Linked DNA regions of Mus musculus: regions 2, 3, 4, 5, 6 and 7 are each linked to region 1. The links are chromatin contacts, called in public HiChIP or PLAC-seq and promoter capture Hi-C maps. All regions are on one chromosome and are shown on one strand. Each heading gives the region's core, a stretch centred on a gene start, on an enhancer-like site or on the middle of the called end of the contact. The rest is flanking DNA. Distances are from core to core; before and after follow the strand shown. Region 1 holds the start of Nell2 (NEL-like 2). Region 2 holds the start of Tmem117 (transmembrane protein 117). Region 3 holds the start of Twf1 (twinfilin actin binding protein 1). Region 4 overlaps Tmem117 (transmembrane protein 117). Region 5 overlaps Tmem117 (transmembrane protein 117). Region 6 overlaps Tmem117 (transmembrane protein 117). Region 7 overlaps Tmem117 (transmembrane protein 117).

What was found. Promoter capture Hi-C pulls out the DNA fragments that hold promoters and counts their contacts. HiChIP or PLAC-seq counts read pairs in DNA pulled down with a chosen protein or histone mark.
Region 2: a promoter capture Hi-C map of liver shows a contact between it and region 1, with 10 times the contacts expected there. The contact joins the promoter of Tmem117 here to the promoter of Nell2 in region 1. A contact is called at or near these places in 5 of 39 promoter capture datasets (embryonic stem cells, hippocampal neurons, liver and 1 more) and 1 of 115 datasets of contacts at active chromatin or transcription factors (astrocytes).
Region 3: an H3K27ac HiChIP or PLAC-seq map of oligodendrocyte precursor cells shows a contact between it and region 1, with 13 times the contacts expected there. The contact joins the promoter of Twf1 here to the promoter of Nell2 in region 1. A contact is called at or near these places in 2 of 39 promoter capture datasets (cranial neural crest and hippocampal neurons) and 4 of 115 datasets of contacts at active chromatin or transcription factors (astrocytes, embryonic forebrain, embryonic stem cells and 1 more).
Region 4: a contact with region 1 is called in a promoter capture Hi-C map of embryonic stem cells, with 13 times the contacts expected there. The contact joins the enhancer-like site here to the promoter of Nell2 in region 1. A contact is called at or near these places in 11 of 39 promoter capture datasets (the 3T3-L1 cell line, the C10 cell line, cranial neural crest and 7 more), 1 of 15 datasets of contacts at CTCF or cohesin (the NIH/3T3 cell line), 6 of 484 Hi-C or Micro-C datasets (cerebral cortex, cortical neurons, embryonic stem cells and 2 more), 10 of 115 datasets of contacts at active chromatin or transcription factors (astrocytes, embryonic basal ganglia, embryonic forebrain and 6 more) and 3 of 9 other capture datasets (adipose tissue, embryonic stem cells and pancreatic islet).
Region 5: a contact with region 1 is called in an H3K4me3 HiChIP or PLAC-seq map of neural tube, with 8 times the contacts expected there. The contact joins the enhancer-like site here to the promoter of Nell2 in region 1. A contact is called at or near these places in 6 of 39 promoter capture datasets (the 3T3-L1 cell line, cranial neural crest, embryonic stem cells and 3 more), 10 of 115 datasets of contacts at active chromatin or transcription factors (embryonic basal ganglia, embryonic forebrain, embryonic hindbrain and 6 more) and 1 of 9 other capture datasets (embryonic stem cells).
Region 6: a contact with region 1 is called in a promoter capture Hi-C map of hippocampal neurons, with 10 times the contacts expected there. The contact joins the enhancer-like site here to the promoter of Nell2 in region 1. A contact is called at or near these places in 13 of 39 promoter capture datasets (the 3T3-L1 cell line, 3T3-L1-derived adipocytes, the HPC-7 cell line and 7 more), 8 of 115 datasets of contacts at active chromatin or transcription factors (embryonic basal ganglia, embryonic forebrain, embryonic hindbrain and 5 more) and 1 of 9 other capture datasets (embryonic stem cells).
Region 7: a contact with region 1 is called in a promoter capture Hi-C map of hippocampal neurons, with 4 times the contacts expected there. The contact joins the enhancer-like site here to the promoter of Nell2 in region 1. A contact is called at or near these places in 5 of 39 promoter capture datasets (cranial neural crest, embryonic stem cells, hippocampal neurons and 1 more) and 3 of 115 datasets of contacts at active chromatin or transcription factors (astrocytes, embryonic hindbrain and embryonic stem cells).

Annotation. Positions count from the first base shown.
Region 1 is chr15:95,525,938-95,529,438 of GRCm38.p6, reverse strand. It overlaps Nell2 (NEL-like 2), which reads left to right and starts at 1,425. Exons shown (of 20, transcript NM_001356951.1): 1 at 1,425-1,638; 2 at 2,034-2,162. The coding sequence starts at 1,575.
Region 2 is chr15:94,627,814-94,631,290 of GRCm38.p6, reverse strand. Tmem117 (transmembrane protein 117) reads right to left here and starts at 2,106. Exons shown (of 8, transcript NM_178789.4): 1 at 1,989-2,106.
Region 3 is chr15:94,587,974-94,591,302 of GRCm38.p6, reverse strand. Twf1 (twinfilin actin binding protein 1) reads left to right here and starts at 1,479. Exons shown (of 9, transcript NM_008971.4): 1 at 1,479-1,551; 2 at 2,998-3,075. The coding sequence starts at 1,527.
Region 4 is chr15:94,718,158-94,721,876 of GRCm38.p6, reverse strand. All of the region lies in intron 3 of Tmem117 (transmembrane protein 117), which reads right to left. Among named protein-coding and RNA genes, the nearest start is that of Gm25546, 39 kb to the right of the region's middle. Within about 2 kb of position 1,731, at least 1 of the 459 cell types and tissues checked has an H3K27ac peak or open chromatin away from gene starts, as enhancers often do. A contact at or near this core is called in embryonic stem cells, where this site is marked.
Region 5 is chr15:94,802,301-94,805,617 of GRCm38.p6, reverse strand. The region is part of intron 3 of Tmem117 (transmembrane protein 117); the gene reads right to left. Among named protein-coding and RNA genes, the nearest start is that of Gm31007, 91 kb to the left of the region's middle. Within about 2 kb of position 1,902, at least 18 of the 459 cell types and tissues checked have an H3K27ac peak or open chromatin away from gene starts, as enhancers often do. A contact at or near this core is called in embryonic basal ganglia and neural tube, where this site is marked.
Region 6 is chr15:94,873,725-94,877,242 of GRCm38.p6, reverse strand. The region is part of intron 3 of Tmem117 (transmembrane protein 117); the gene reads right to left. Among named protein-coding and RNA genes, the nearest start is that of Gm31007, 20 kb to the left of the region's middle. Within about 2 kb of position 1,907, at least 2 of the 459 cell types and tissues checked have an H3K27ac peak or open chromatin away from gene starts, as enhancers often do. A contact at or near this core is called in hippocampal neurons, where this site is marked.
Region 7 is chr15:94,657,308-94,660,999 of GRCm38.p6, reverse strand. The region is part of intron 2 of Tmem117 (transmembrane protein 117); the gene reads right to left. Among named protein-coding and RNA genes, the nearest start is that of Gm25546, 22 kb to the left of the region's middle. Within about 2 kb of position 1,674, at least 32 of the 459 cell types and tissues checked have an H3K27ac peak or open chromatin away from gene starts, as enhancers often do. A contact at or near this core is called in hippocampal neurons, where this site is marked.

The DNA of each region.
Region 1 (3,501 bases), core at 176-2,675:
AATTGGAGGAGGACTCAGAGCTCTCTAGAAACAGATGGGTGTTTTACTCACTCTTGAAACTAACTTATCCATGATGGAAGAGAACTGACTTAAAAATTCAATGCAAAATTTAGGTAGCACTCGAAAAATATACACGTCGTTGATGTTTAATTTATTTATTCAGTCTTCTAATAATCACAAATAATCCCACTCTTTTAGTCCTAAGAATGTATGAGGAGGGGGGGTGAGTAAAGTCTACATGAGTATGGTCAACAGTGAGTGGGCTTCTTAGTTTCCTGGGCTCAATCTTTTACTTAATAAAAATATACTTATCTTACTATGTATCTACAAACCTACTTATCAACCTATCTACCATCCTATCGTCCATCCTTCATCTATCCATTCATCTACCATCATCCATCCATCCATCCATCCATCCATCCATCCATCCATCCATCTATACATAGTCTTATCTGTATCATCTATTCATTCTAACACGTACTGACACTTGTTTTTCTCAGTGGGTAGAATCCCCTTGCCTTGCCCTTTGACCCTTGCTGCTGTGTAGTGTCCTGGACTTTGGATTTGGGAAGCACTCTAAGGTTTCTGGAGCTGTCCAGCAGCTCCTGGCACTTGGCTAAGTTCTGTGTGCTGTCTGCGCCTGGAGGCTCTCCAGCGCCCCGCCCTGGGCAGAAAGCCTCTCAGTCTGGGCTGGCCAGGCTTCCCCTGCTCACTACCCATCTCCTTCGGTCTCCCGCGCCTGTCCAGCTTCACCTAGGAGTCTTGCGTGCTTTGGCTGGGTTCCTTTTCCCGCCCGGGAGGGGGTGCCCTGCGCCGGGGCTGCCGTGCAGCGTGAGTGTCTAAGTGAGGGCTTCCCTCTTTTGCCCGAGGCGGCCGGGTGCCTTTCTTTGCAACCTCGCCTCCTGCGGCTGGGTGGTCCTTTCTCTCGCCGGGCTTTGGAGACACGCGCCCGATTTCGAGGGGGTGAGTGCAAACGCCGCCCATCAACTTGGCACCTGGCATTGAGATCCTAGGATCCCGAGCGGAGGCTGCGGTTGCGGGCTTGCGAGGGTGGTTGAGGACCTCTGCGGGCAGGGCTGGCTGGACCAGGCGCTGCGTGTGCAGGGGGAAAAAGAGGCCGCCCCGCCCGCGCCCCGGCTCGCGCCCCGCCCTCCCGGAGCGGTCTCGGCGGCTCCAGGCTCTCGCCATTGTCTCCGCCTTTCCAACAGGTTCGGGCGCGGGAGCGCGGGCGGGTGCGGGGCGGCCCGGCCCGGCTTTCCCGAAGCCGCCTCCCTTCCTCTGCGTGCGCGCCCGGGCCGCGTGGCTCGGCGGGGCGCTGCTCGGTGCAGGTCCCCGCAGGTCCCCGAGAGCCTGACCCGGCTGCGGCCCGCCGCGTGCGGGAGCGATGCGCGCAGAGGCGGCTCCAAGTTCGGCGCGCACCCGGGGGGGGCCGCCCCGCTCGGTCTTAGGTGTCTGAGCCCGGGTGGCGACGCCGAGGCGGTCGCAGGAGGGGCCAGCGCGGCTTTCCCGCTTCACTCCCAGCACCTCTTGGTTTTTATCTTTATTTTTAAAGAGGGAGACGATGGACTGAGACGATGCACGCCATGGAATCCCGGGTGTTACTGAGAACGTTCTGCGTGATCCTCGGGCTTGGAGCGGGTGAGTGGCCGCCGAGCAGGGCCGGGATGTTCCCCGCCATGGGGTCGCCGCCCGGTGTCCCTCTGGATTGGGGAGCTCTGGAGGATTTGCATTTGGGTCCTTTCTGTGCTTGTCCTGGGGACAGCGAGGCGGGTCACACCCTTAGGGTCTGTGGCTGAGGGGGAACTTTGCACAGAGAGGGGCTTAAAGTAGGTCAGGAGATGGGACCCAGCGCTCTGCTATTTTAAGCTTGACAGCGCGTCCAGGTAAGGCTCTCCCTGTGGAGGAGCGAGTTGCCTCTTGTCAGCACTTCCAATATCGTCGCCAAGACGCGTGCTTTCTTTGCTGCTGTAGAAGCTTGCGTTTTAATGGCCCCCTTTCTTTCTTTCTTTCCTACCCTTCCCCACTCCCACCAGTTTGGGGGCTTGGTGTGGACCCCTCCCTACAGATTGACGTCTTAACAGAGTTAGAACTTGGGGAGTCTACAGATGGAGTGCGCCAAGTCCCGGGACTGCATAATGGGACGAAAGCCTTCCTCTTCCAAGGTATGGCCCAGTGTGGAGCCCCATGTGTGTTGCGGGGAGCTGGCTCTGCGGCTTCTGGTAACTTGGCTTGGCGCTGCACGCTGCACGGAGCGGGCGGAGAGTCCCAGCTGGGGCGAGGGGGTCTCTGTGAGCTCAGGGTCTGACTCTTTTTAAGTGGGTTCTTTCTCCTCCCCTCCTCCCCCTCGCACTCCTTTTCCTCCTCCTTACTTGGTGCACTTGGTGGTTCTAATGGATAGTGCCTTAATTACCGACTAGAAACTCCAGAGGCAGATGGGTGATTTGGGCGTCTAGGGAACAATAAATTGTAACACAAACGCCTCATTTGGGTGGAATGGATTTGGGAAGGAAACAAGATAGCTCAATCTTGGTTAAAATACTGACCTCCCAAAGTTTCGGCGCTGTGGTGCCTGACCAGAGGAATTCCTTTATGGTATTTTTACTGCACATGTCTGTACTTGAAGCACGGTTACCATGGAGCGCTCCCCATTCTCCCGTGCCGATCAGCGGCGAGGGGAAGGCAATGCTACTGCTACGATTATTTTGAAATCATTTCAAGGGGACGTTCACAGAAGCATAGCCCTATATCACCATAATTGTACGTGTAGAATTTTAAAACTTTTTTTTCTTTTTGAACTCAGTGGATATTGGCTATTCATTACTGTCCAGACTTCAAATCATATTTGAATATACTGTTTAGTCAGAACAAAATTTCAGAAAAAAAAAAGCCAGCCTGCAAATTGATTGAGTAAAGCTTTTGAAAACTTCTCGCCTTGTGGGAAGGTGCTTAGCCCGAGGGTGTAAAAGGGGGCTAAACTGTCCAAGGAGATGGAATTTAAAAAGAGGCACTGGGGATGCCCTGTATCCTGAAGATCAAGGCATCCTCCCACCACCATACATGTGTGTGTGTGTGTGTGTGTGTGTGTGTTATGTGTTTCTTTTGCTATTGGGAGCTATGGCTTCAAATTGCCATCAAAATGCAACTGATAATTACTGAAACGTTGGCGATGCAAAATGCAACCAACCCAGCACATCTGCCATCAAGAAGCAGACATAGTAGGCAACTTGGATGTTTCTGTGGTGGCGCTGTTGCCTCATTCAGCCAGTGCATGTCACCATGGACAGCAGCTCTTGAGCTTTCTGTAGGGAGAGGGAAAAACTGACATGTGTTGCATTTAAGAAGAATTTGTGTTCATAATAAATTAAAACGTAAGCTCTTTAAAAATGGGTTTCAGTTAAGGTTGTTAATGAGTGTTTTTATTGCAACGAGTGTTTATGATATTTTCTTTACTCCGAGATGCTTTGGGGAGGGTGGGGCTGGGATACTGAAGACAATAGCTAA
Region 2 (3,477 bases), core at 857-3,356, 900 kb after region 1:
TAGTCCTTACACCAACCATCTGGTAAGGACACAGAGATTCAACAAGGCACCCTCTGCCCATGGCCATGTTGTTGCCAACGGATACAAACAAGCATACCCGCTTCTATGTAGCCCAGATGCATACATTCCAGTTAGCATTGTGTTGCCATCTACGAAGGATGGGAAGACCAGACCTACTCATCACTCAGCGCTTTCTGATGGTGAGCAGAACACACAGACATGATAGACAGACGGGTAACAGGCCAGTGTCTTGGGAAGAAGAGGAGGATTCATGTCCAGAGAGAGTTTCCAGTCCTGGAATGTCCAACTCCGTGAAAGGAGAGACGGAAGAAAAGTGGATAAGCCAAATCTGTATATATTTCCTGGACCAGACCTAGGTAAGGAGGGGCCTCAAGAGAAACACAAACCTTTACCTCAAACTGACAGATAAGTGGACGAGTATGAGAAGCTCTGCAGGTGGAGGCAACCCTTGACTGTCAAGATTCTGAGTTCCACCCCTTTCACTTCAAAACCAAACAAGCCAAGGACAGGTGCGGGGAGGAGCAGAGCACTTTGTATAACCCAGCACCCATGACAGGTTTTATCGTGCAAACAGCAATCACAGAAGTACATCTGGGGCCCTTGCTTTCAGTCCCGTCCAAAGACCACACAGCCTTTTAAATAAAGCAAAGCTTTCTCAAGCAATCAATGTAACCACCTAAGTGCCTCTGGATAGGGACCTGGATGGTATCTGTGGTACCCAACTAATTTGCAGCATCACATTGGTAAATCACATCCTTTCTCGTCACATTGTATCAAAGTTTAGTAATTTTCCTCCTCCGGTGTTTTTATCCTTGCAGACCTTGGGACATCGATAAGCAAGCTTTTTAACCCAGAAGCGAAGAGTGAAGTTGGTTTGAAGGTCTTCCAGAAAGACAGCATCCCAGTGTAATGGTGAGGTGGGGACCAGCCCGTCCTATTGGGTTATAAAGTGGAGACGTGACCATTGGACTGACCCTTTAAGAAAGCACAGACTGCCCTTCGGGCCATTTGCTTGTTGAGGTCTTACTCCAAGACAACAAAACTCAACGGGCTGATTAAAGTTCATTCAAGCCCGGAGTTACCTTTTAAGTGACTGGCAGTTTAAAGCAAATTAAGAAAAACTGATGGGTACTTTTTTTTTTAATCACAAGAATTATATGGAGAATGGGAGAGCAAGCAGTGGCGAACGGCTGAGTCAAAATCCCCAGTTGCTCTTAAACTACAAAGGTTGAGGGAATAGAAAGATACTATATCCAGATGGATCGATTGATTGATCAATCAATGGATGGATGGATGATAGATACAACAGAAATAGTTTTTACATAGATTTTACCACTATATTCAGTAAATTACAACTTGCTACAGAATGCAAATCAAACCATAAAAGCTTCCAAGACTGAGGTGGGGGTACCTCATATTTTACATACTTCAACTCACTTTGTTCTTTGTGTCCATACACTAATATCAAGGTAAGTATCACACACACACAAACACACACACACACACACACACACACACACACACACACACACACACACCGATGTTCCACAGAGGGTAGAATGAATCATAGCAGGCTAGATGTTCTCTCACGGGTCACACACAGCCGCGGGCCTGTGGTATTTTTCAAAATAGAAATGGAAAACTAGTTTTTTTAATTCAGTCACGATGGAGTTCGCAAACACACAGGCCTTCCCATTTCCTTCCCGAAAGGACACGGAGGAAATGCAACCTGTTCCTTTCCCCGGCAGGCAGGCAGCCGGGGGCTTGGGTCCCTGCGCCCCGGAATCGGTGGAGCGGGAAAGTTCGGGCTGCCCGCGGCCGGTCCCCCGGAGCCTCGGCTGGCTCGGTCCCCGGCCGGCTCCCGCGTCCCCGGCCCGGGGGCACGCGGGGCTGCGGGGCTGCGGGGATCCGGCCTGCCTGTGCGCCCGGGACTGCGGGCCGAGGGCTGCGGGCCGCCGCGTACTCACCGGAGGGCGCGCGGCTCGGCCACCGCGGCGGACGCAGGACGAGCGGCGACACGGGCCGCGGCGCGCTGCTGTCACCTGGCTATAAATACCGCGGCCCACGCCGCCGCCTACGCTGGCCGCCCTCGCCGCTCCCGCCGCGCCGCAGAGTCGGCCCCGGACCGCGCCGGGCACATGCCGCCACGCCCGCCCGCCTGCCGCGCCTCTGCGGAGCCAGACCGGACCGGACCGGGCGGGGCGGGGCAGGGCACGGCAGGGCACGGCAGGGCACAGCAGGGCAGGGGCGCTGCGGCGGCCTAGGGAGAGCGCCACCCGGCCATGGCCTGCTGGAACCGCATCAGCAGCACCCTGCGGGGAACCTGCGCCTGCCAGCAGCTGGGACCGCTAACTTTCTAAGGCGACCTCGGTCACACAGCATCCCTGCCTGCGGCTGTGTGAAGGGTGGGGGTGGGCAGAGGGTCTGTGCCTGTGTGTGTCTGTATGTCGGTCTATGTGTGTCTGTGTGTGTGTCTGTGTGTGTGTGTGTGTGTGTGTGTGTGTGTGTATATATATACACATATATATATGTATATGCATATATATGTGTGTGTATCTCTGTGTGTGTCTGTGTATATGTAAATTTATATGTGTATATGCATATATATTTATGTGTCTTGTGTATATGTATGGGTATACGCACATGTGTGTGTATCTCTGTGTGTCTGTGTATATGTAAATTTATGTGTGTATATGCATATATATTTGTGTATGGATGTATATATATTCACATATGCATGTACACATACATACATGTGTGTGTGTCTGTGTCTGTGTGTATATGCATATATATGTGTGTGTATCTCTGTGTGTGTCTGTACATATGTAAATTTATATGTGTATATGCATATATATTTATGTGTATTTGTGCATATATCTTCACTTATGTGCGTATACATACATATATGTGTATGTATATATAGATGCACACATATGCATATATGTAAATATGTGTGCCCATATAGACAGATTGGTACATGGCTGTGTCTCTGTATATATGCATATATAGATAGTTGTCTGTACAGAAATAGTGTGTGTACATAGATACATACACGCACACATAAATACAAATATACGATAATGTATACATTGCACAAATACGTGAGCACACATACACTCATGCACACATGTACACATAAGCACATCTCCCCAATGCTTGTCATTGGTGTGGGTTGTCTAGTTCTCTGCAGCATGTGTCAGGAGGAACCTTTGACTTGGCCTAAGGAACCCCTCTCTTTCCTCATGTCTGCTGCTTACTCAGCCCCTAATAGCAACCGCTACCTCAGCTTGCTGGCTGCTTTAATGTGTTAAACGTTGCTATATCCAGCATGCACATAGCTAGCTACTGCATACTGACAGCTGGTGCTAATGGGAATGATCACAGTCTGTACTGTGGAATGGAAAAGGAGATCATTCTTGGGTGCCAACAGCAGCACATTTAGGAAGGCCAGGGCAA
Region 3 (3,329 bases), core at 230-2,729, 940 kb after region 1:
GCTTTATACTCGAAGAGGGACTCCATACCTTGTCATTATGTCATTTGCCTGAATCGAGTTTGAATATAAAAAAATAAATATATTTATTAGTCCAAGGCTTTAAAATCTAGAGCTAGAGTTCTACTTAGAAAACATACATAAAAATAAACAATAGAATAAACTTTCACAGGGGAATGCATGCCGATAAAAGTGTACAGTGAGAAAGAACGGTAACTCCTGTCTGCTGTTTCCATACAAATGTATTGCATCCAGGTAACTACGAACACACATTTGACTTGAAGCAATCAAAGGCTAACCTAAAGCAAAGCTCTGTTAATGGTTTCCAAGGGTAGAGCTGACCACAGAGAGATATTCAGGTCAGCTCAATGGCTCAGTGGTTTCACACTCAGTTCTTTGGGGGAACCAGAGAAAGGACAATGAGGTCTCTTAAAGTGCTATGAGCTGAAATTTCCAGAAAAAAAAAAAAGCCACCCCAAACCTGTTCAAGACTCAAAAAGGTTGCCTAGCTGATTAGAAGTGCCTGATTGTGTAGGACTGTGGTGTAGGTCCTAAGCTGAATTATCTTGGGCCATCCCAGTTACTAGCCACTTCTGAGTCCATCCTTGGAAATGTACAGACCACTTAGCTTCTCCCATTGAAAGGTTAAAGATGCCCTCTTCAGATAATATCTGAACCAGTAGCAGAAATTTCGCCACTTTGGGTATAGCCCCATGTCCCCACCAAATATATTTTAAAGATGATTTGTGATTTTCTTTTGTTCTGGTACTAAAAAAAAAATTCATAAGTCTGTTACCAAGTTGAAACATGATATTTGGGATGGGGTGTCACCTGAATTAGTGCCTCCTCCCCGCCTGATAGGGCACATATTTGATTTCAGAATAGACTTTTTTTTCTCTTTTTTGAGGTGAGAACAGTGGTTTTGTGTGATAGTGACCAATTGAAAAGTGAACAGCTTGAGATTCAAATCACGGGGAAAATAATGGAGAACTCTACAGTCTCTTATTTTAAAGTGGGCCAGGAGTGGTCTTGAGCCCCATCTTGCTTTGCAAATGTTTAACTGTTTTATCTTTCGCCTTAAAATGGTCTTTTCTTTACAGCAAAGGATATGTCTTTCATGTAGAAAGCGTTTGTTTCGGAAAATGGCCATTTTTCCCTCTAAAGCATTTTGATGAGGTGTGTCGCTGCGGCGTGTGATAGACACACAGCCCACTGCCAGAAGGTGCATCCTGGACAGAAACAGCAGCGGGGGGGGGGGGGGGGGGGGCAAGGGGGGGTGATTGCCGGGAAAGGGCATGGCCAATGGCTTAAGGGGCGGGGCTTGTGACGACAATGAAAGTAGCCAGTGAAAGAACAGGGGGCGGGATCCTAGGCGGGGTCTATGTCGCGCTGGAGAGCGGGGCTGGTGCTGGGGGCGGGGCTGAGAGTCGCGGGCCGATGACGCACAGGCGGAGCCGCTACTTCCTGGATCCGCCGGCCGGGGCCGCTACCGCACCCTGCGCCGGAGCCGGGAGCCTGGGGCCGCCGCCATGTCCCACCAGACAGGCATCCAAGGTAACGGCGCCACGGGGCAGGGGCTCCCGGGAGGCTGCGGGCCGGAACGCTGGAGGCGCGCACGGCATTGGAGCTGCTCTGGGTGCGACGGCCCCGACTGTGTCCCTCGCGGCCCTCCCCGGCGGCCGCCACGTAACAGGCCGGTGGTGGCTGCCAGAGAACCGAGGATGTGAGGATGTCCCGGGCGACCCCGCTGCATCCCGGCCCCCGTGCCGAGAGCAGGAAGACCGAAGCTGGCTGGGCTCCTGCCGCCGGCCAGCCGAGCGACTTTTTCCTCGGGACCCGCCAAAGGAGATTGCTCCAGCACTCAGATCGTTTGAAAACCAAACAGCTCCCACCGCTGTAGGCTGCCTCCCGAACTCCCCGGATTTTTCTCTCAGAACGCGGGTGTGCCTTCCTTCCGGAGAAATCCCGAGTAGGGAGTGTTTTTCCATCTTTGGATGCTTGCACCCCAGGCAGCTGCAAAGTCTGATCTGTGTAGCTGCACCTCATGAACCCCGTGGAGACAGTCGAATGTGCAGTTTACTTGTGTATCTTACTCGCCGTTTATTATTTCCTGGTTGGAAAATAGGCAACTTGGACGTACTCAACCTCCTACGGAATCAAATAATATATCCCGGGGTTATTTAACGAGTTCTAATATAAACTAGAGCACTTCCCGTAATAGTTAACCGAGCCTTTCCCCCGGGTGACCACTTAATAACTTGTTTTGTGTTTTAAGGGTTTTTGACACTACCACTTAATTCTGTGCACATGCAGGCAAAAATAGTCTCCGATCTAACAACACTTAATCTCCCCCGTGTTACTTATGACATTTAAATATATCAAAATTATTGTTTAATGTTTGAGCCTTTTATATAACAAGACATAAATATTAGTCTTGCTTGGCAATCAACAACACAAGACCGAATTTGAAGCAATGATGACTACACAAGGGATAGGTTATTAAATGTTTATTTCCTGGGTGGCTTCTATAACTTTTTACAAAGAGATGCAAGAAAAATGTAAGATCTAGTGTATTTTACAGGTTTTTTCTTTAATCAGTATATGAGATTTGATCCTGTTGTTCTTGATGGACAGATACAGGACATGATTTGATGAAGGAGCACACATCACAAACTTAAAATTGGACTATTAGAAGCAACTTGTTAACATTTTCAAACATGGAGCAATTTGTCTGTTACTGGGTTTGACTGAAAGCATTCACCCTAGTGTTACTTCTGCTACTGAGTTCTGTGGCTAAAATGTTGAAGTTCCTGTACTTCTAAATGCTAGTATTTAGTTTTTGCTCCTCGCCAAGGCCGGTATTTTATGCTTCTGTTTTATAGTAACAATAAGAAGGGCCTGTATGCTCCACATGTTTCTTTAATTTATGTTTTCTTTAGGTGAATACAAACTAAACTACTTCTAGGTTTAAACACTTTTTCCCTTTATCATTTTCCACAGCAAGCGAAGATGTCAAAGAGATCTTTGCCCGAGCCAGAAACGGGAAATACAGACTTCTGAAAATATCTATCGAAAATGGTTAGTTAACAGTTTTAAGATACTCTGTGCCCCTGGAGGGTTAGCTGTTACAGTTTCAGGTTTCCAAGCCTTATGAGTAATTTGAACTATTAATCAGCATGAAGCAAGTTCAGAGCTTGCCTTTCAGCCTGTTTTCCTTTTAAACTGGGGGCGGCCATTGCGGAGACAGCAGGTGCTTTCTGGTGTGGAGGCTTCACCTGTTGTGTGTTTTTCTGCAGCACAATCTATGTCTAATGTCAGTGCTTCTAGAATGA
Region 4 (3,719 bases), core at 482-2,981, 810 kb after region 1:
CCTGTTAGAATGGCTAAGATCAAAAACTCAAGTGACAGCACATGCTGGCAAGGATGAGGAACTAGGAGAACACTCCTCTATTGCTGATGGGAGTGCAACCTTGTACAACCATTTTGGAAATCAATTTGGCAGTTTCTCAGAAAACTAGGAATACTTCTACCTCAAGACCCTGGTACGCCACTCCTGGGCCTATACCCAAAAGATGCCCCATTATATCACAGGAATACTTGCTCAACTATGTTCATAGTTTATAACGATGTGCTATGTTCATAGCAGCTTTATTCATAATAGCCAGAAATGGAAACAACCTAAATATCCCTCAACTGAAGAATAGATAGGAAAAATGTGGCACACCTACACAATGGAACACTACTCAGCCATTAAAAACAAATAAATCATGAATTTTGCAGAACTTGAGATTATCATCCTGAGTGAGGTAAGCCAGACCCAAAAGATCATACATGGCATATACTCACTTATAAGTGAATATTAGCCATAAAATACGGGATAACCATGCTACACTCCGCAGACCCAAAGAAGCTAAACAAGAAGGAATGCCCAGGCAAGGAAGCTAGAATCTCACTTAGAAGGGGGGGGGGGCAATTTAGCCATAGGAGGCAGATGGAGGGCGGGAACTGAGTAGAGGGGGGACGGTAAGGGAAATGGGGTGCAAGATCAATTGTAGGGAGGGACAGGAGAGGGGAAGAGAGGGTCAGGGGGCCAGGAGAATTAACAGAAATCTGAAGCTGGTGGGGAGGTAGGGGGAAGGAGACACCTCACATGCTAGAGACCTGGGATCACGGAGTCTCCCAGGAATCAATGGAAATGACCTTAGCTGAGACTCACAGCAGTGGGGATATGGAACCTAAAGAGGCCACCTGATGTAGAAAGGCAAGAACCCCGTTGGAGCAATAGGGACACCAACCCACCCACAAAACTTTCAACCCAAATTTAACCTGTCTACAAGAAATGCAGGGGCATGGGATGGAGCAGAGACTGAGGGGCTGGCCAACCAATAACACGCCCAACTTGAGACCCACCCCATGAACAAGCACCAATCCCTATCACTATTAATGATTCTCTCCTATGCTTGCAGACAAGAACCCAGCATGGCTGTCCTCTGAGAGGTTCCACCCAGCAGCTGACTGAAACAGATGCAGACACCCACAGCCAAACAGTGGACAGAGCTTGGGGGCTCTGATGGAAGTTAGGGAAAGGATTGAAGTCCCAAAGGAGATAGGAACTCCACAGAAAGATCAACAAGTTAACTAAACTGGACCCTTGGGAGCTCTCAGAGATTGAACCACCAACCAAAGAACATACATGGGGCTGGACCCTCACATATGCAACTCAGTCTTCCTGTGGGTCCCCCAACTGTAGTAGAAGCTATCCCTAAATCTGTTGAATGCCTGTGGATCCTGTGCCCCTAATTGGGCTGTCTTATCTGACCTCAATGGGAGAGGTTACACCTAGCCTTGCAGAGACTTGATGTGCCTAGGTGGGGTCGGGGGGGGATACCCAGAGGGATCTCCACCCTCTTAGAAGAGAAGAAAGGGATATGGGGGAGGGACTGAGGGAAGGACCAGGGGAGACAGGCAGCAATCAGGATATAAAATTTAAAGGGGGGGGGCGGGGGTGAAGTATCCAAACAATAAGCATCCTAGCAGACTTTTGCTTCCTGCTCAATTCTCTAATCGTTAAGATGTAGGCCTGGACTTTGGAGCACATCTCTCTTCATTCCTGCCTTTTATAAGGCTGGGTCCTGTGTATAAACAGTGCACTATTCTTCAATACAATGCACACCACCATGTGTGGGAAGCCACATACACCGTTACAAGATGGCGCTGGCTGGCCATGCCCGTAAGTTCGGGTAAACAACCAATGTGCACATGTGCATAAGGGTTTCGCCCAAGCCACAGCCCATCCCGGGGAATGTAAATGAGGTACTGAAAGCACAACCAATCAGGTATAGACACGCCACTCCTAGGCCTATATAAGCAGCGCCAGTTCTGGGGCTCGGGGTCTTTCGCCTTTGCTATCAAGCTCTCCCAATAAACGTGTGCAGAAGAATCCTGTTGTGGCGTCTTCCTTGCTGGTGAGTCGGGCGTCCACAACCATGCTGTGGCTGCAAACCTCTCTCTTTCTGGTGCAGATAGGTGCTACTCTCCTTTTTCTTTGTGTGTTTCTCCTCCCCAGCCCACCCCACCCCCCAAGAGATAGCTAGTCCAATGGCAGAAAGCGTGCACCTACCATGCTAAAGCAAAACCTCACTGGAGTGGCTGCAGCCCCACCAACTCTCCCATTCCAACCCCCCCACCCCTGTACTGCAGAGCAGGCTACACCCTTAGAGGCATTGGTTATATTAATTGAAAGGTGTGTTAACACAATTTTGGTTCACAGGAAAAGTTCAGGGATATCAATGTACACAGGAGCTGAGGCGAGATGTCACTAACCAACTGGGAAATTCTACAAGACACTAGGAGGGACAATCCAGAGATGTAAGACTCTGAAATTGTCAAAGAAAAATATCCAGGGTTGTGACCTGGTCTCAAACTCTTAAAGAAGCTCTATTAAAACCCCCAGATCCTAGCTATGAGACCTCTGGGCAAACTCTGTCCCACAAAGCACGGTTTGAGTTGGACGTCCTTCCTGGTGCCTGGCTGTACCTCCACGCATGTCATTTCACTCTTCACCCTGTGCAGGATCTTTTACCAATACAACTTCTCATGTCTCACTCCCAACCTGTCTTACTTAGGGTTTCTATTGCTCTGATGAAACACTGTGGCCAAAAGCCACTTGAGAAGGTTTACTTCACTTCCTCTATCACATCGCAGCTCATCATTGAAGACAGGCAAGGCAGAAACTCACACAGGGCAGGAACCTGGAGGCAGGAGCTGACTCAGAAGCCATGGAGGGTGCTGCTTACTGGTTTGCTCCCTATGGTTTGCCTAGACTGCTTTTATATAGAATGTGGGGCCACCAGCCCAGGATGTCCCTACCCATCATAGGCTGAGCCCTCCCCTATCAATCACTAATTAAGAAAATCCCCTACAGCTTTGCCTTCAGCCTGATCTTATGGAGGCATTTTCTCAGTTAGATTTCCTCTTCCCAGATGACTCTAGCTTGTGTTAAGTTGACATAAAACTAACCAGCATATAGTCTGGATCCTCAATTCCAGACTCTTCCAAAGACTGAGAACTGAGTCTCTAAGCCCCTGCCCTTGGCACTGCCCACAGGCTTCCTGCCCAGGGATTCAGGTTCTACATTCTCCTTCTTGCTCTGTCCTATCGCAAGATAAGCTTGTCTACTCACTTTTAACATCCATCTAGCTGGGTTATATTTTCCAACAGTCCCATGGTTTGTACAGCAGGAGAGATTACTGCATCCACCCCATTGTGGGAGAAGAAACTGCTTATAAGATGCTAAAGGCAAACCTGAGACTCTCACCTACAACCTCCAGCATTCATGGAGAGGGAGTCTCAGCTTATCTTTAAGTCCATAGGCAGCATTTTAGTGCTGAGAGGTGTTGAGCAGAGAATAAAACGCAGAGATGTTTCCCCTGGTACCGGAAGTGTGAGAGTCTGAAACTCCACCCTTTGGGTCCATGAAATTCATTTGCCCTTTGTCTTCACCTCCGTTCATTCCCCAAAGATGTCTAAAGCCTTAGGAACTGGTGTCTGCTTCAGGATGGAACTGGGTGAAAGCAGGAGCCTCGTAAT
Region 5 (3,317 bases), core at 653-3,152, 720 kb after region 1:
GGTAGGGGAGTGGGGGGGGGAGTGTATGGGGGACTTTTGGGATAGCATTGGAAATGTAAATGAGGAAAATATCTAATAAATTAAAAAAAAAAGAAGGTGTGGTGGGGAGTCACTGTGGCACAGGCTTTCACCATGGTGATATCTCTCAGAGGACTGTAGGCACACCCCCTGATCAGCCTGGCGCACCCTTCTGTTTCTTGAGCCTCCCCTTTTCCTCTGACCATCTCCTCCTATGATTTACAAACCTTATTTTTTAGTTTGTAGCCCATCTAATCTCACTTTTGTTCCTCCAAAATCCACCCCCTCTCTCCCTATATGCATAATGGCTGTAATCTTGAAATAATATAAAATAATGCTTACAAATGCCCAAGAATATATGTCTGCCTCCTTACCTGGTGACTGTTTCAAAATTCAGCAATATTGATATAAAACTCATTTATTTTTTCTTACGAATTTTCTTTTTTTTCCTTTTAGTCACAAACAGAGGAAACCTAGTCATGACAGGGACGAAGAACATCCTGGTTTTGTAGCTCTGCTGAAGTGTGAGTGTAGCAGGAGGTGTCATATGACACAAAGCAAGAGTCTTCAGAAAAATCTCCATTGGACAAGGCTCCTTCTGAATCCCTCTGCTTCTCAACACCACCTCACCTTGTCTTCCTGACGCTCTGTGCACCTTCTCTTGCCATGCTGTCTTTGTGGTACACAGTTTTGCTTCATATACAACTGAGTGACCTCAGGCCTCCTCTCCTCCATTCCACAATCATCATCACCACCACCACCACCATCATCACCATCATCATCATGAGTGGCTAAGGACACAACGCTGTCTACTTCCCTGATCCCCTGGGCCTCCGCTCCAAAGCTGGGCCTCCACATTCTTTCTCTCCAGCTACGAATTTCTCCAGAAAATTCATGCCCTCTACCTGGTGTCTGTCAGCAGACAACCTTTCTCAAACCCTGCAGCCGTCCTTCATTCTCTCTCTGAGTGTGGATGTGTATGTCTCTGTCCCTCTCCATCTCTCTCCGTCTGTGTCTCTCTCCCTCTCTCTCTCTCTCTGTCTATGTGCTGTCTCTCTCCATCTTTCTCCATCTCTGTCTCTATCTCTGTCTCTCTCTCCCTCTCCCTCTCTCTCTGTATCAGAAAACTCACCAATTCAGAGCTGCATTTCTCACCCCTCCCCCCACCCTCTTCATCTCTTACAATCTCTGATATCTAAAATAAGTGTTGTCACATCTGTGCTCCAGAGCTCCCCAGACACCCCCTTCCCCATAAATAAGCCATTACTGCGGCAAGTTAAATCACTCAAAGACTCCCTTAATATAGGCACGAGGACATATCAGGTGAAAGGCCCACATTGGCCAGGAAACATTTATCTCGGAAGCATCAGGTGAGCCCACCAAGTGCTTCTGCTCTCGTGGGTTTTGTGGGAACAGGAAAAGAACAGCCTTCAGCAAGCCCTACCCTATCCCCCAGTGGTGGAAACAGTCTTTGCATGTTTAACCATTCCCGGGTGGAGTCTTCATACTTATTTCTCATATTTGGAAATCCTCTGATCTTTCTCACTCTCTCATCTTTGTTCTCCAGGATTCAGGATCCCTTCTGCCTAAACTGTGTCGAGGCAGAAATCTATATCTACTCCTAAGCTGATTACACAGTGGCCTCATTTAGCCTGTCATCACTCAGCCAGCTGAGAGGCCTGGGCTCTAACTTCAGTCCATAAAGCTGTCACTGCGATCCTCAAGGACAATTTACAGTGACATGCCCATAGGCGTGTCAGGAAGAAACGCACGTGAGTGTCAGAATCAAACACTTGGTGGCAATTTACTCTGCCGCTTCTGTTGCTGTGATTTTAATGAGCACGCTGTACACGTGCGTGTGGGCCTCACAAGGCATTAGAGAGTGGTGCTGTGTATGGTAGACGCTGCTGACAGAATGAAAGGCCGTATTTCCATAAGGTGATAAGGAGATGCTGGAAACTGTCGGAAGTGACTTAACAAAACGGATGCCATGGCTCGTTTATGTTTTCCTTGAAATCAGGGCTATTTCCTGAAATGACAGTAAATACTACATACTCTGGGAGCTGTCAAATTACAAGTGCCTGCACAGATATCATCGGAAGAGCCCCACACTGTCTGATGCTCACCTCTCTCTCCAGCTCCCTGTACTCCTTCCTGTTATTTACATAGTTTTCCTTCACCTCAAAGAAAAGAGAAGAAAAAGAAAAAGAGGAACTGCTCATCAGGTATGTCTTATGTGCTGGCGCACTATTCTAATTTATTTTTAAACTGTAGCTCCTTTGAACAAACTAAAACACCTCCTTCCCATCTTTGGCTGACTTCTCTAATCTGCAAGATTTACAGAGGAACAATGTATAAAACCCCTCAATGACTCAATGAATACAAAGGCCGAGGGAGGGCCTGCGGGACGGCATCAGCAGGTTAGGAACACTTGCTGCTTCTGCGGAAGACCCAAGTTCAGATGCCAGCGTCCGTATCTGTCAACTTGTACCCACTGCAACTGCAGCTCCGGGACGGCCAACGCCCCCTCTCAGGCCTCCATGGGCACTTGCATTCACGTGGTAGACACTCAGACACATATGCATACGCATAAATCAAAGTTAAAATAGATCATAAGCGGTGGAAGCTGAGGAAGGAGCAAGCCAGATGGTGCGGTGGGTAAAGGAAACTTCTGACAAGCTTGCTCACCCGAACCCCATCCGCACGACCACTAGCCGCTGGCCTTTGACCTTCACACACCTAGGCATCCATAGCTGACCTTGGGCCTCAGCTGCTTGCACTCCCAGACCCCAGTTCCTTTGCTGCAGATTCACAACACAATCCGCCGCAGCACAATGTGGACACCAGTCCTTCCAAAGAGAAACCCATTCAAAAATGAAGCTGTCTGTATAATCTTTAAAATCACCATGATGGGTGTGTTCCTTTGCCTCACAAAATTAATTAACGGCTTGGAAGAATGAAGGTGAGAAGCACCGTTCGGTTCATATTTAATTCAACGTTGCTTTAATAAATAAATAAATAAATAAAGTCATGGGGGAAATGTTGGCCTTGGCATTCGAGGCATAGAAATGGCTGGACCAGGTCACAGCACCTTGTGTGCCTTGTGTAGAGCATTTGGGTGAAAGAGCATCCTGTTGTGAGCATCCATCGCGTTCCACAAAGGAACACCGGCTCAGAGCTTGTCACTCGGCTCTATCTATCCCTGGTGTGCTTTCCTTCTGAGCGGGGCTTGCCGAGGGTCTCAGTGGATATACTATTCGGCAGCCACACTGCCTGTACCTGATCTCAAAGGCACAGAT
Region 6 (3,518 bases), core at 658-3,157, 650 kb after region 1:
GCCGGAGAGCTTGTATGTGACTCCCAAAGGGGTAGAGGCCCACAGGTTAAGAACCATTGGTCTAGGTAAACATGTTGAACTCTCGTGCAAACACTGTAGCTGCTGATTGGATTTCCATATGATGTGAAGAAATGTAACTATGAAAACTTGCGTGTTCACAATGTGTAGTTTGAGTACAGTGCGTCCATCGATTCTCATCTAGATACAGTGTTATGATTTACAACTTGTGTTTTACAGATATGGGAACAACATTTAGAATTCCACAACTGGTTCTAAGTAAGCACATCACAAAAAGTAAGATGAGAATATAAATATTCCTGCCTCTCCCATCTAGACTCATAGCGATTATGCTATACCTGCCTCCTGCAAGTCTTAATGGAGATAGAAAAGCATGAGGAAAATCTCCTTTGCACCTTAGTACATGATGAAGATGTAAGGCCCTTGATGAATCAGAGTAAGAAGCCAACAGTAGCATTAGCCACTTCTCTGAGCTACCACATATCCTGGACAGCCTCTGTTTTAGGTTCACTGACCTGAGTACTTTAATCTGAAAGCGCCCAAGTGAACACCGTTTGCTGTTACCCAGTTCAGCAACACGGCCATCACTGAATAGCTATGAGACAGTGAGCTCAATGCTCTTTGGAGTATCAGCTTTGGCAACTGTCCAGCATTTTCAATGACACAATTTTGATGAGTATGCTCAATGACATCTTACTCTCTGTACACTTTACCAATGAGTAAAAACCATGAGGGGGCATTGTGTGTGTGTGTGTGTGTATGTGTGTGTGTGAATGCATCATATTTTGTTTTAGTAGATAGCCTGAATATACTTGCAACAGACCAATGACCCAGCCAAGAACAACTAAAATAAGTCTAAGTAAAAAAAAAAATAATAATAAGCTGTCTAAAATCTGTTTAAATGTTAATAAAACATCGGAGAGTAAAGAAATTGGGGCGGTACATTGGAGAAAACTGTGCATGTTCCCTGGAGACAGTTTCTTATTCTGGATGTAAGGCAATGAAGAGCTGGACTCAGCCTGATCACAGAGCAGGCCCTGTGGTCTGAAGCAAGAATACTGGAAACTTAAAGCACTGTAATTCTGGTGAGGAAGGAAGAACTCAGAAGAGGACACAACAGGCAGCTGCTGTGCCCTTCCTGGCATTTGTCACACTCTGAACTTCCTCAGGGGAGTCACCACAAGACTAAGTCAAGTCAAAAATATTGTTATAATATATGCTAAGGAGACTAGTATGGACCATAACTCATTATAGTGTGGTTTAGAAAAATACAAGGCCTTGAAGGGCTAAAGCCATGGTTCTTAGCATGTGGTTGCGACTCCTTTAAGGGCGTCAAATGATCCTTTCAAAGGAGTCTCTGAAGACCATCAGAAATATCAGCTATATACATTACAATTCATAACACTAGCAAAAATTACAATCATAAGGTTACACGGGAAATAATACTATGGCCAGGGTCACCATGACATGAAGAACTGTGTTAACGGACTGCAGTATTAGGAGAGGTTGAGAATCACTGGGCTAGAACAAAGGAGAGAGGATGAGAGAGTCCATCCTTGATGAACTTGCAAATCAGCTCCCACCACCTTCACCAGATCCTTTATGGCAGGATTACATTCTTTCCATTGTATTCTTCCAACAGAGAAAGATAAGAGCCTCTTCTGAAAAATTATAAGCTAGATCCTGTATACATTTTATACATGATATCTGCTGGTTACTCAGAAATGAATAAACAGTAAATAAGACCATATGGCTAAGAGCCCAGATTAAAGACATAGTTAAACATAACGAGCTTCAGGAAAATAGGGAGAGGTTTGAGCTATTTTACTCTCTGCTGGTGTCCTAGCATCTACAGTGCTGCCTGAATTAGGCAAATGATCACAAAACATTTGCTTAGTTTATAACGAATGGAATATTCATGTTCATATGTCATGGGTAGGCCTGTGTATGTTAAGCTTTAGAAACATCAACAAAATGGAGTTGAATCATGGAGAACTTGTACCCAGAGGACGGTGTTAGGCAGCGTGACTTGTTGGGCATATTTGCATTTCTCTAAACTGTGTTTGTAGCTCCTTAATGCAGGATGACTACCCAACTTACCTAGAGTCTTCTATGATGAGACGTGTATAGTGACTGCACTTCCCTGTAGCTATGGGCATACAGTGGGTCCTCCCTACTATAACAGTCCAGATGAATTACTGCCGTTTACAAAATAGCCAGAAGGTTTAAAGAGGAACAGTAATGATTGAGGGCCAGTGATTAGTCTTATTTTTATTGCTTTTGACAAATACTTTTACAAGTGTGCAGACCTGGCATAAAAACATCCAACAACTACTTCATTAACTTGCACATCAATTGACATTTAATCCCATTTCCCTGTTGGGTTCTAAAGAACACATAATTCTTTGATTTTTTTTCCACTTCAATAATTTTAGCCAAAGGGAAGATCACTGTAGAAACTGAAATTGTGAAATTTCACATACTCCGTTGTTGGGCATAGATTCAGAATTAGTTTTTATTGCTGGAAGGCAATTATAATTTTAATTTTGCTTGACACCACAGTTAGCTATTTCAATCCTACACCATGTGGACTTGGGCTGATGTTTCCCGCTATTAATAGATCTTGGAAATCTTGCATAAACATCACTTTCCAGGTAAAATTTCTGAGTTAATCTCTTAGAATCTACCTTCGATTTTTATTTCAATTTTCTCAAACTTTAAGCTGAACGCTCAAGCCCATTACAAACATGTGGAGACTTCAACAGACAGCATCTTGGAAAGGGAAGTAATTAATTATCCTAACAGCTCAGCAACAAGAATGGCTAAGACTATATCACACCCAAAAAACTAGGTGCTCAATGACTAGAATTAATAGACTCAAAAATGTGCTAAAGAGTGAAAGTACACTAAGATTCATGGTTCTTACAGGTAGGAGTCCTGATCACTAGCAATGAAAGTTCCAGTTCACGTCCACCAATTATTTATACTAAATGGGGGGTAGTCAATGCCAGGTGATGTAAGGGTTGTGTCGCTGAGAGTTTAACAGGGGGCTATAAACATAGATCACCAACCCAATATGGCCTCATGCTTCACTGCAGATCCATCTGTGGCCAGCTGGATTCATAATGTCACAGCTGTCTCTACCAGACATTTTTGGGCAACATAAACAAGATTGGGGGCTCGATACACAGGTAAATCATGGGTAAAGAGTTGACTTACTGCCAGGAGCTTGCCCCAGCAATGTTTCTCTCTAGAAGGCAGCCAAGAAAGGGTGAAGCAAAACTTGGTATTATGAAAGTCCAAGTTGCTTAGTGTAAATAATATTTACTCCCCTTGAATCTTCATCCTTGATTCCTTGTCATTGTGGGGCCAGAGAAGCCGATGGTTTCAGATGAATTAACATCTGTGGTTTATGGAGGATGGATTTATCACTAGCACTCTGGTTAGTGGGCCAGGAGTCGCTCACTTGTCAGGCTAGCTAACTCTTTGTAAACCAAAGA
Region 7 (3,692 bases), core at 425-2,924, 870 kb after region 1:
CAAAGCAGGCAAGCGGACAAACGCATTCTGTGTGCAGAGCATATGAAAATAACCACCCTTCCCTCTCTAATCTTTTAGTTAAATAACAGCCTATAAAATAAATCCTGGCCTTGTTTAATTGCAGCTGTCTTATTGACACTGTCAAGCACAAAATACATAATAGGAAAGTGTAACCGAACAAAGCCTACAAGCTCCCCTATGGAAAGTGGGCAGTATATCTCATGGACATGATACAGTAAGCAAGCAGCAGAGGGTCGGTTTAACCAACACTACAGATCTCACACCTCTCCACTGAACCAACTCACATAGATTTTCCTGACGAATAGACACAAAAGGTGATCTCCATTCTCATTTTATAACATTTAACTTATATATAAAGAAATAAAAGGAGCCACTTGTTGATACAAAAGAATTATTAAAACTGAAAGGGGTAGCTGTCTTATTCAGCTATACCGTCTTTAAAGTAGACAGGGCTTTTTTGTTTCGGTTTGGTTTGGTTTTGGAGGTTGTTTGTTTGTTTGTTTGTTTGTGTTTGTTTTGGAACAAAGGCACAAGTTTAAAAGAAAGATGTGTTTCTTTTGCAAGATGTGTTTGTGCAGAAGCAAAATGCCATCAGTGAGAAAGCACAGAACCAACACCCAGCCCGCCCTCCCTCCCTCCGTCCCTCCCTCCCTCCCTCCCCCTCTCCCCCAACCCTTGCTCACCCAGCCCGCCCTCCCTCCCTCCCTCTCTCCCTCCCTCCCTCCCTCACCCAGCCCTCTCTCTGGAAGACAGAAAGCTAGGGGTGGGGAGGGAGGGCTGTCTCTGAGTTTATGGGCCAATCTCCAGGGATCCTGCACCTGGGCTCAGGGCACCTCACTAACTGACTCTGAGCAAAGTCTTTGTGTGTATGTTTTGGGGGTAGGAGGTGGAAGGGTGAAGACTGTACTCCCAGAAGGAGTGGCACACACTTGCAATTCCTTACAACCCCCAAACAGCTGCAAACCTCACAACCCCACAAAACAGCTTTGACATTGGATTCCCGAGCTAAGGCGCACTGAGTCTTTTTGCACACAAAACAAAACATTAAAAAAAATCAAACTAGTTATAAACAAAAAGTTATTAGTTTTCTAATTGTAGGATAGCTCTGGTTTTATACATACCGTTCAAGTAAGAGAATGCCATCCAGGAAGGGCTGAAAATTAATTTTTAAAAAGACATGCTGACTGGGATGCTTGCTGCCAACCTAGACAGCTGGAGTCCGATCCCTGGGACACACATGGTAGGAGAGAACGAATTCACACGAAATTCCTCTGGCCTCGACATACATGCTATGGTGCACACGCACACATACACACAATTTTTTAAAAACAAGATGCAGCTTCCAAATTTGTAATTTATGGCAGCCTTTAATCATGCCAACTGTTTGATCTTCAGTTTGGAGACATAAGGAGAGGCATTGGGACTTCACTGTATAATGAAGTATAAGTGAGAAGCCGGTTTTCTGGAAGAAACGCTACAGACAGACTCCAGTGGTTTGAAGGAAGCTTTGATTTTTACTCTGACACAGGGCACATCTGTGCATCCCGATGCACACAGGTTTCTTTCCTAATGCCCACGTACTAAGCTTCATGTGGCACTGGGCTCGCCAGATGGAACTCTGTCATTCTGGCTGCAGTGAAGCCAGCCTCCTGGGGGCTGGGCAGTGGCTTCTGTAGCAGGGTGGCTCGGTGAGCCAGCAGCTCTCAATTATTCATGACAACACTGAGAGGCTAGGAGCAGGCTACCTCAAATGCAGAAAAAACTAATTAGCACTCATCTGGGTTGGATAAATCTGGGATGGATTAAACCGAGCCCATGTATAAACCATGCCAAGACAGAGTCTACAGGAAGGAGTCGGGCTCCTTAAAATACAATGCAGAACGGTCCAGAATCCAAACATGGCAGGCAAAGTGAGGAAGAGGCCTGGGGGGCGCCTCTCTCCGTTAAGCTGCACGCACTGGTGACTTCTCTCACAAGAGGACCTCTGTGTTTGCTCCTCTAGAATGGGGCCCGCTGTGGGGTAACTTGGAGAGTGAATTCCCTCTGGTCCAGCAAGCACAGGGCCTGACACACCACAGTAGGCTGCAGCCAAGGCCACAGTGGAAAACTGTTGACCATACATGTCTGGGTTCTAGGCCCAAATTGGAGTCTTTGAACTTTTAGCAGGCAGAGCAGGCCAACCAATGTTACAGTCGAGGCAGAAAATAAGAAAGAGATTGAAGGATGCATTTGGGGAAGAAATCCTACTGCAAATGGTCCCGAGTAAGTAACGGAGATTTAAAAAAAAAAAAAATGTACAAGCCAAACAACAGCACATGAGCTAAGCAAAGGGACTGACTTCCAGTATCTTAAAAGGAAGCAGGTCATTGTGGTCAGGATTCTAAGCAGCCAGGGCTTGGGCAGGCAAGCATGGGGATCTATGTAAAATCCAGCTTGCCTCTAACTCCATTACACACACGCTCGCGCGCGCACACACACACACACACACACACACACACAAACCTCTTGAGTTCCTGTCCTAAGTTTAAGCAAATCTCAAGGCTACAAGCTACCATATGTATTTCATTTCTTAAAAGCAGATTACTTATAAAAAATAATCTGGGACAGCTTGTGTTTATTGCGTGCTGCTCAAAACGAGTGACACTGCCTTGTTCCTTGACAAAGACAATTTGGTATGGTTTGCTTTTGCTAGGTGGTTCCCTTGGGCCTCTCCTATTGCTTCAGCAACTGCATATCGAATACCAAAGGCTCTTTTATTACTGGTAAAGTGCAATTCCTACCTGCATCCCTAGAGGGGCTTTGGTCACCTGGCCTCACTCTGTCCCACTGGGTCCAATTTGATAGCAGGATTAGACTCCCAGAAGTGAGAGATTTCAGTGCGGGTTTAGCTGGTGAAGGAGCCAGCACGTTGGAGAGTGTTTTTAGTTAACACAGCGCATGTGAGCTACTGGTCCTGCCTGAAGTCACAAGGGACTTAAGCTGATGAACAAGTCACATAAAAAGAAAACCAAAAGCACAACACCAGTTACGCAAGAGTCTGTGTACACTAAACACAGAAAGACGACACAGTATAGGTTAGGAAGAGCAAGCTAGCTGTGCTGCCCTGCTCACCAGGATTCAACACGGATTTATAAAACTTGCTGACATCCTACCCAGGGGTGGGGGGAGGGGAAATGGAGAATCTCTTCCTATTTAATGGAACAGGAAGACAGAGTGTTCTCTTTGTTTTCATCCCTTCTGCGATGTTATTGAAGAAGAGAGGTTCATCCTCAGGACCAGGGAGATGACTCAGTGGGTACTTACTGCCAAGCCGGGTGACTGCGGTTCAAGCCCAGAATCCTTATGTTGAAAGGCAAGCTGTCCTCTGACCTCCACACTGGAGCTTGACATGTGTATGAGGCATGCGCGCACACACACACACTCACCATAAAGAATATATATGAGAGATAAGATCGCATGTAGCCCAAGCTGGCCCGCAGAGACAAGGATAGCCCTGAATTTCTGACTCTCTTGCCTCCTCCGCAGGGCTGGATTAGACCTGTGTGTGCCACAGCCTGGTGTTATGCAGGGGTGGGTATCAAACCCAGGGCCTCCTGCATCCTAGGCAAGCACTTTATCTACTGAGCTACAGCAGGCTTTCTTCTTTAAGACTGCATTTTATGTATGCGTGT